Regions from separate parts of the Anas platyrhynchos genome. Here region 2 is linked to region 1. The links are chromatin contacts, called in public Hi-C maps. All regions are on one chromosome and are shown on one strand. Each heading gives the region's core, a stretch centred on a gene start, on an enhancer-like site or on the middle of the called end of the contact. The rest is flanking DNA. Distances are from core to core; before and after follow the strand shown. Region 1 overlaps TEX14 (testis expressed 14, intercellular bridge forming factor). Region 2 overlaps RPH3AL (rabphilin 3A like (without C2 domains)).

Region 1 (4,763 bases), core at 1,520-4,019:
TTGAATACTGGTTTGGTTTCTGACAGCAGTTGCAACTTACAGAACATGCAGACAAAATGCTTCCTTGCTTTTGATCACTCTCTCGTTTCCGTACCTCCTGCCCCTCCCTTAATATACAGGTTGTGACATAAAATCTGTATTTATGCGTTGCAGAGACCCTGCCCTGGAAAGGTGTTGAAGACTCAGTTATTAAACAACTCATAATGTCAGGACAGCACTTAGAAGCGGATGTCAGACTTCCTATACCTTATTATGGTATAGTAAAGTCAGGGCTAGAACCTAAACAGAAGAACCGCTCCATGAACCTTCAGGATATTCAGTATATACTGAAAAATGACTTAAAGGTGATTTCCAGGATAGTAGCCGTTCATGTTTTAAAAATGGAAGCGTTTTATGTTCATTTGGATTCAAGTTGTTCACCTTAAATCTAGGTGGGAGGTTTTTTGTGTGAAATCTGAACAGTAAGTATCCTTCTCGGATCACGGAGGCAAACCACATAGAAGGTGGAGACTAGATTGGTCAATTAAAGATGCCTTTAAAAGTATTTCTTGTGTTGCAGGACTTGACTAAGTCTCAGACTGGGCACACTGATGAAATGTCAAAAGTGCAAAGGCCTGCTGTTTTCGCAGATATAAACATCTGCTTGGCATCAGCTTTTAGCTACCAGAAGAGAACACTGGGACTGCATGAAAAAGAGGTAACAGAGGCTGGTAAGTTTGTTCGTTTGTTTGTTTGTTTTATCAAGGTGTTGTGCATCCTTTGCTGAGGATTTTTCTCAGTCCACAAAGATCTACTGTAAACAACTGAAATGGGAGCACTTACAGATTTGATGACATAGATTGAAAACAGAAAGCAATTAGATCTGTATTTTACCTGCCACCCTAACTATTAATGTAAACTCAAGACTGTATGTCAGGTTAATAATTGCAGTTCAGGCACACTGCTTTCAGCAGAGCTGTTAAATGCTGCTTATGTATTATCTAAAAGGTGTTGACTGTTAAATGTACAAAAGCAGTGTGTCTGATGGACATCTGGAGGAGTAGCTAAACACCTAATATCAAATTTTTGCAGACAGCTCTCCTGCCCCAAGATACTCTCTTATTCCTGAGGAGAATAATGCTTTAGTAGACTATGAGGCATCGAGCAATCTACAGCCAGTTGCACAGGAAAAAAATCATGACATAGATTCTGAAGTCCAGGCGACCTGCAGTGTCAGTGATGTGGATGACAGCCTCTGTAGCTTTGAAATGAATGAAATCTTTGCCAGTTACCCAGAATCTCAAGAAGACTTCCTGGAAGAAGGAGCTGGAGTAGGTCAGACTCTAAAGGATAAAGAAAAGCAGCAAAAGGTAAAAGATAAGCCTGCCCTCAGAGACCTCTTTGTGTCCCCTGGAGCGTCATGTGAGGAAAAGCCAGCTTCTGAGGAAGGTAGCTTTTCAGACTCAGTCACAGAGGATACTACAGAAGAGGAGGAAGGAGCAAGTGAGGTCTCTGACCTGTGCCTGCTGGCACAGGTGAGAGGAGATGCTGGGAGAAGAATGAGTGGTCCGTCCCCAGATGAGCAGCACATCAGTAAATGTGTCCTTAATTTAAAGATCATTCAGAGCATGTTGCAGCAGGCAGCAGATTCCCTGTGCAGAACAGAGTTAAAACTGGACAAATTCATTGCCAATGAAAGACAAAATAAGCTGCTCCAGGAAATGGGAATGTATCAGGTTTCTAAGCAAACTTTTAATGACAGACATTGGAACAGATCTGATGATATCTACGAAAATACCAATAACCCTTTTTCTGGAGCTAATATTTTTTTATGGAAAGCCATAGGTCCACCCTCAAGTGACTATATTCCACCTCTGGTAACACGTGAGGCACGAGGAGGTTTGGGTGGAAATGGTTTCCAGGCTTTTTCAAAGGCAGCAGGGGAAATGCAGGCAGCTCAGAATGAAAAGTGGAAGAGCTTTCATCAGATGCGTAAGAGTAAAAATGAAAACAACCAGCATGATCTCAGCTTCAGTGGGGTGAAAAGCCTGGATAACCAAGAGGGCCTAGACCGTGAGGTAAAGTGTGGAGCAGGTGTTTGTTACTACTGTGTTCTTTAATGGGTTTATGGTAAAGAGAAAGTTACAAATGGCATCCAAGAGAAAGGAATAATCTGTCTTTTAAAATGCATGTGCATGCTATATGCATTATATATAGAAAACAAAATGGTCAACTCAGTGTTGCAGTAGTAATCTTATTTTTTCCCCAGCAAAATACTTGTCTAATAACTGAGGAGGGAGTAAAATCTTGTGCTAAAATTGATGTGGGACTGTTAGGGAAAATGGCAAGCAGAGAAAGATTATTTTTTTACTACTTTTTTTGGGGGTGTAGGGCAGTATACTTAGTTAAGGAGGTCAGAGCTGCCCCTTAATGATCTAGAATTCTTTATTAACTGTAAGTAGCTGACATGCTTAGCTGAAAAAGAGAGAAATGTGTGTTGTATCTGCTGTGGGACTGATCTTGGGTCATTAGGTCTACTTCCTCTGGGAGCCAGGTGTCATGACAGTCCGCTTACATACACATGAAACCTGCTATAGCTCCAGGCAGAGCTTTTAATAAGTTAAGGCCTGGAGTTGTGATCCTTTCACTTGAGAAGTACTACTGATACTGAAATAAAATGTAGGAAGTAAAATTTGCATGATCTGGTTCTTAGTATGTCCCATAGACAGCTCAACTGATAATTAACAGAGTGCCCAACGTGCTGAATCATGGCTTGTTGGACTCGTTTCAGCATTTACTCCCACGTGTATCTGTAAGATGCAAAAATAAGTTCAACTTGCAGTGTCAGAGAGGGAGTGATTCACATTCTGCAGCAAGTGGAAGTGAAGAAGAGAGGTGGTAAGTTTTGATCACGTTCACAAAAGAATTAATTCTAGCAGATTCATCTTGCTACAGCCACTGTCAAAAGTAGATACATCCAGGATAAAAGATGGCATTGAATGTTTTTACAGTAAGCCAGAAGCCATCTGTCCAATTAGGACCCTACCGTGACTCATTGTCAGCTGCAGAGCTGACAGGGTAACTACTGCAACAGGGCAGTTACCTCTATAGAGTGGTATTCAGACAGATTGCGAATGCTTTTCTGATAGAGGTCAGTAGTCTGAAACTAACAGTGCCTAAGGAGAGCAATCTAATAGTGAAGCTAGTAGTAAGGCGGCTCTTTTCTCTGTACACAGCCTCATTCAGTTCTCGGTAGAAACACTCTGGCTTTTATAGGAGTAGGATTAGGCCCTACATTAGGGGCTGTGGGACAACTTCTAGTGTTCTATTGACTGGGAATACTTAACAGAATACGCTTGTGCATTAACAGTTTCTCTTGTCTTGTAATAATTTATCATAGGTGCTATCCAAAATCAGCTTCTGAAATTTACAGCACAAAAATAAGTGAGGAGAGAAGGATGAGGCAACCAGAGTGGAGAAGTAAGTAAATCGGCGTTAACGTTAGCAATCTTACTGCAGTGCAGTGCATTAAAACTTAACACATTTCGTTAGTTTACAAAGGTCTGTCTGCCTTAATCGCTTTATTAGGCTGTTCTTGGTGGAAAACCAAATGAGTGGAATCCAGCATCTTGTGCATTCAGGCCATGGAATAATCACAATCACACTAAGATGGTTTGACTATAAAGCTCAAGGAATATCTGACCCTGTTTCAGAGGATGTAAGGGAGGGACAGCATATGAATTTAGAAAGGGTAGTATAGCAACGACCAGTGGGTGGCAGTAAAGAACGAATAATAGAGAATGCAAACTAACAAAAATTATTCATGTGAAGGCTTGTCTGTATTGATTTATGCAGGTTTTAAATTTAAATAGAAGGAAGTGTCTAGTTCTTCTCTGTATAAAGGAATACACAGGCTTATAATTTTAGCATTTCCAAGTATGCAGATACAATGAAACATGGGAAAGGGTTTGAAGGTTTAGATCCTGTTGCGCAGGCTGGAGATTTTGTTCTTTTGTGTAGATGAAGTAAAGCAAATGGCCAAAAGAGTGGCCTCAGGACAACTGGAACTGATTTCTACAAATCCAACCAGTGAATGTACATCTGAAAGTGAAACGGAGAGTATAGAGGAAGCCTTTCAACATGTCGCCATTAGGGTCCAAAAAAGTCGAGACCAACAGAGAGAGAGATGGCGTGCAGGTGACAACGTTGAGCCTTGGGATGTGGGTTGTGAGGATAGATCTGCATCTGAGGAGAGTGATTTGGAGTCAATGTTCATAAGTTCTGGGGGTAAGGCTGAAAAAAGGATTATTTCATCTCCCTTTTTGTCTCTTTCCATCTCTCAGCAGATTTCATCTCCTGCGATTTTGTTAAAATAATTGGCCATCTTCTCTTTCAGAGTCTCCTGTCCAAAGCAGGTCAATGGCTAAGGCATTGGCTAACATAACGTAATACTCAGTTCTGTTATTTAATAACTGGATGTAATGTCCAGTGAGCGTGGAGACCCTTCATCATCATTAACATATATTAGTATGGGAGACCCAAAGCTTTTAAATCTATGGCTATGCTCTCACACCTTTATTTCTTTTAATTGGAGTTGAAAGGTGCTTTTTCTGTAGCAGCACAGTACAGACAGTGTTTTTGTAATAGTTACAGATAAAGGAACAAGGAAAGCTTCACCTGCTTAGATTAATGCTGTCTTCTGCCTGTCATTTCTCCATGTTTTTGGCAGACAGTGTAGTTTTACTCTCCATTCTCATTGATGCTACATCAGTGTTCAGAGCACT
Region 2 (4,583 bases), core at 2,012-4,511, 80 kb after region 1:
GCTGGCAAGTTATGGGATTTGACAGGCAGGGGGAGGTGGGGGGGGAACAGAGTTAAAAGCTGCAATCCTGGTTATTTTTAGAGGGACAAATATTGAAGCTAGGCTATAGATCTCTCCCGCTGTATTAAAGAACCAGCGTTAGCCAAGTTTATTTGCCACAAAGCTTGGAGGAAACCAGCAGCAAAAGGTAAATCTCCTTACAGCCATAGCTAGAAAACAAACAAATAAACAAACAAAAAACAATACAGGCTAGAGGGGCTGTGTTTTTTTTTCCCCTCCATAACATCACAAACCAAAGTTATCACCATTGTGTGCATCAGCTGAGCCTCCCAAACCCTATATCCAAACCTCCCCACCCCATACCCAGGCAGAGGGAGGAGCCCATGCACACTCAGCACAGACCCAGGGCAGGTGGCTGAGTGCTGCTGAGCCCCTCCTCTCCACAGTTAAATTTTACCTCTCTCTGTTCGCTGCAGATCTTGCACAACCAAAGGGGGCGTTTCTGGGTTCCAAAGGTTTCTATGCCACATTTGGTGCAAACTTTCTGAAACAAGGAGAGAAAAGAAAAGGGTGGTGTGAGCAGCTCCCCACAGCCATATAGCCTCCAGCAAAGACAAGGCTGAGAAGCATCTGTCCCAACAGTTCTGGTTTGCTTTCCTTACCAATATTAAGCATGGCACAATTCTGTTATTTATCCCAGAGATACGTGGATCCTAAGAAGCTGCTTCAGGTCGATAAGGATGTTAAAACAAAGGCAAATCTACTGCACGGTCCCTGCCTCCAGGTTGACAAGAGAACTGGACAGCGCAGATCAAGCCACACAACAAATAGATATTTCTGGAGTGGTTTTTTTTTTTATTATTATTATTATTCTAAATCTGAAAGCCCAGTCACTGTGGCACAGAAAGCAGCTGTAACCAAGCACAAAACGAGTGCGAGTTTGTGCAGGACTGTAAATCCTCCCCTCCCTTCCCTCACACACGTTGCCTGAAACCCCACGGCTTCCCCTCCATTTCGGCGAGCGCTTGGCAGCTATTGATTTGTGGCTGCTTAGGGAGCGGGCACGACCGTGCCTACGTGCACGTTTCCTGAGCAGAATGCTTGATAGCACCACACGGCATCCATCCCTGCACGAGGGAGCTTCCACGTCTCTGCTGGCATTACAAGCCATTTACAACCCGAATCACCTAATTTTTATATAATGAAGCTGATGGGTATCAGGCTTGGCTTGCAGTTGAATTAGGAATGGGATGAATGCTTTGATCCTCACAGAGAAAAATCCACTCACAGGAGGGCCCTGGAGAGCAAAAGCTTGCTTAGGGAGACAATTTACTCCCCCCAGCTGGGTTTCACCCATCTCCCCACCGAGGCTGCTCCAGCTATAAGCCAGGAGCTCTGCTCTGCGGGATGAAGGCTTGGTGCTCACTTAGCCCTCAGTGCCCACGCTCGGAGGAGGAGAGCAGCAGAAAGACAGTACCTTAGGAATGGCTTCACTGCATGAGCAAACACACCCAAATATTTCGGTCAGCGCAGCCCAGAGGCAGAGCTCTCGGTTCTGCTAACAGCTCAACAGATGGCTTTTGTCAAGGCTTTTGCTCTGTCTGCATCCCAACGGGCACTTTAATGGCGTTTTGGCTGGGATGCCTACAGGTTTTCAGGAAGGGCAGAGAAATAAGAAACAACCTGTTTGGTCTGGTGCATATCGATATTCAAGATGGTGCTACCCAAGCCAAGAGGGACTGCAGATGCAAGCAGAAGATAGTGCCGCAGTTAGGAGGCACCTTCTGAAATGCACCAAATTCTCCCTTTCTGAGACCAAAACCTGAGGGAGTAACTCAGTCGTAAATACCCTCAGAGATCCCAATCCCCGCATATAGCACATTCAAACACTCCCCCTAGTGGAAATTTCCCAACAACTTTCCTCCTAGCCATAAATTTTGAAAGCTCCAACACAAAACTGGGCTCTCTTCCTCCCCTTCCCTGCAGACTAGCCGGGAAATCGAGTATCACCCACAACCCCTCAGAAGACATAAAAATCAAAGATGCTAAACACAGCCCTGTTCTTCATTAAATACAAGATATCTTTCTTCTCCTACTTCTCTTTCACCTTTTATACATGATCCTGATACCCTCTGCATGGTAAATTGCACATTATGCTTCATCTGACTACTGCTATTGTTAACACGTCTGTATTTGCATACATCTTTGTCTTGCCATAATGCATTTATTTCTAAGATAATAAAACCCAATATTAAAATCATTCTTCATTTTGACCTATAAATGCTAAAACAGAAAGTGGCACTTAGGAAATCCATCAGGCTCCAAGAGCTATCGAGCCTCTATTCAGCAGAAGGGACTTGCAGAAGGTAAGCCCTCTGCTATATTTCAGATGTATCGTTACAGCAATCCCTGTTATTGAGCTAAAAGGGCCGCAACGACTTTCCAATGAGATGGTAACAAGAAAGCAAGAAAAATATGAACTTTAAAAATCCATAATTCCCTGACAAGTCATTGCTTATCGCGTTCAACGCTGCACAAGTGATGGATATCCCTGGGGATTGGGGACAAGCTTAAAGTAACAGCCCCCTCTGTGTGCTCTGCTTAGGGATCGACTGTTTTTGGGTTCACACCACTGCGTTACAAAGCAGGAAGGGGAAAAGCCCAGGGCACCCACTCACCATTGCCCTGAGCTCGCACACGGCAGAGAAGCGCAGCCAAGCTGAAAGCAGCTGCAAAACGCACACTGGGAAAAACAGGATCTCACCTTAGGTCAACCTCGATGTGAATCCTCCTGAACTGTCCAACAGACTAAAAGAGAACAATGAAAAAAAAAACTACCCCAAAACCAACTAAAACCCAAGAAGAACCAGTTCTTCTTTGGGTCTTTCTGGTTACAGCTCCTCAGGAGCCTCGGGCACTCCCAGCCTCGCTAGCTCTAGGGGTTATTCCTGCAACTGCAAAGGGGCAGAGCAGGGCAGGGTCTGCAGCAGCTCTGCCTCCACGTGCTAGTGTGCGGGGCTTGCAGGAAGGAGGTTAGGAAGTGCTGCAGCACCATGACCTAGCTGGCTTCAGACAAGGTGAGAGCAGAATCGCCAGGGGAAGGAGGCAGGAATACAGCACATCCTGTTATTCTGCATGCTTGAAATGCAGGAAACAGCCTGCCGCCTCCTGTCTGCCAGGCAGCCCTTTATTGTCCACAGACACGTCTGCACAGAGCCCGTGCTCCCCTCCGAGAGAGTTGCCCTGCAGCTCCCCTTTGCTGGGCCCTCGGTGCTGCCTGCAGGACCTGCAGCTCACCAACTCCACCAGCACAGCAGGTTCTCCATCACAGCCTGCACAGCTGCTTAAGCACAGAGCTGCCAGCACACACCCCTGCGTGGTAAGACGTGGGATTTACTCAGTGCTGCCCTGCAGACTCCATGGGACAACTCTGCAGTGATGGGGTGGGTGGCACCAGCAAGTGTCCCCTTGGCTCTGGTGCCCAGCAGGGACACCAGGCTGCTCCCTCCCACCCTGACACCAGTCAGAAGCACTCCTGCACCCACTGGTACCCTCACCTCTCCCCAGGCACTGCTCTGAGCACTCGCACAGACATCTCCCCAGGGAAGGATGGGCTTCAAGTGCAGGAGAAGCAGCCTCCCAGCAGAGGGAGGATAAGGTGGTTGCCTTGGAGATCCTCATCTCCGCAGCAATGCAGTTTAACCCCTGCTTGTCGGGGAGCCCAGACGAGCAATAATCATCCCACAGGGATGTAGGATGTTATGTAGGACCTACACACTATGTAGGTCTCCCTACATGCCTGTGCTCCCTTCCAAACAACACCTGTGCAGTCCTGCCAATGACACACACAGTCACTGATGCACAGGTAATTTATGTATCATTGAGGTTGGAAACCTTACACTGGTTTGGAACTTAAAGATGGGTTTGAGCCCTCTGTAGAAACACATTACTGGAAGGTCTAAGGGCAGACCCTGCAGGAAGGAGCAGTAAGGTACACAGACACTTCTATAGGTGCCTCTGACAGACGCACATTTCTGCCCTTTCTCTGGAACGCCAGTATCTACCCGGCTGATGCACACCATCTCAGCAGTAAGTGCAGTTTGGGCACTTTAGGATCACAAGGAATAAGGTAAAAAGAAAAAACCCTGTGGCTTGACAGCACCAACCCGGTCAAGCAGGGCTAAGATAAGTTAACTCCACAGAGCGATCTCCCTTCCGAGAGCCCCAGTGGCCTTGCCTGGACAGACCTGCTACCAGGAGTAGGCAGGAACCCCTGTGAGCAAACCCACCTTTTTGCAGTCCTGACAGAAGACCGAGGTGCTCCCCAGCAGCCCGAGCAGCTCCCCGCAGAGCAAGCACTGGGAGAGGCCGTTTCCCATCGCGTTCTTTCTCATGTTCTCCAGCCGCTCCACCAGGCGCCTGCAGGGAACAAGGCCAGGCAGAGGTCACAGCAGGTCCTTGGGCACTGCAGAACGGCTCTGTGGCAATCTCAGATCTACAGGAGGAAGCTGTGCCAAAAACCTACAGGTGTGTGCTCCAGGTTCAGCCTTCTCGTGGAGTTCGGAGCCCCTTGCTGGGACCGT

Evidence for each region. A called contact is a pair of places that touch in the nucleus more often than the background predicts.
Region 2: a contact with region 1 is called in a Hi-C map of F1 follicle, with 4 times the contacts expected there. The contact joins two enhancer-like sites. A contact is called at or near these places in 4 of 8 Hi-C or Micro-C datasets (F1 follicle, liver, skeletal muscle and 1 more).

Annotation. Positions count from the first base shown.
Region 1 is chr20:3,503,757-3,508,519 of IASCAAS_PekinDuck_T2T, forward strand. It overlaps TEX14 (testis expressed 14, intercellular bridge forming factor), which reads left to right. Exons shown (of 35, transcript XM_072026048.1): 15 at 154-344; 16 at 560-710; 17 at 1,072-2,057; 18 at 2,771-2,877; 19 at 3,380-3,459; 20 at 4,000-4,266. Among named protein-coding and RNA genes, the nearest start is that of RAD51C, 13 kb to the left of the region's middle. Within about 2 kb of position 2,770, at least 2 of the 8 cell types and tissues checked have an H3K27ac peak or open chromatin away from gene starts, as enhancers often do.
Region 2 is chr20:3,583,165-3,587,747 of IASCAAS_PekinDuck_T2T, forward strand. RPH3AL (rabphilin 3A like (without C2 domains)) reads right to left here. Exons shown (of 13, transcript XM_072026113.1): 8 at 4,290-4,419; 9 at 458-544. Among named protein-coding and RNA genes, the nearest start is that of RPH3AL, 17 kb to the right of the region's middle. Within about 2 kb of position 3,262, at least 1 of the 8 cell types and tissues checked has an H3K27ac peak or open chromatin away from gene starts, as enhancers often do.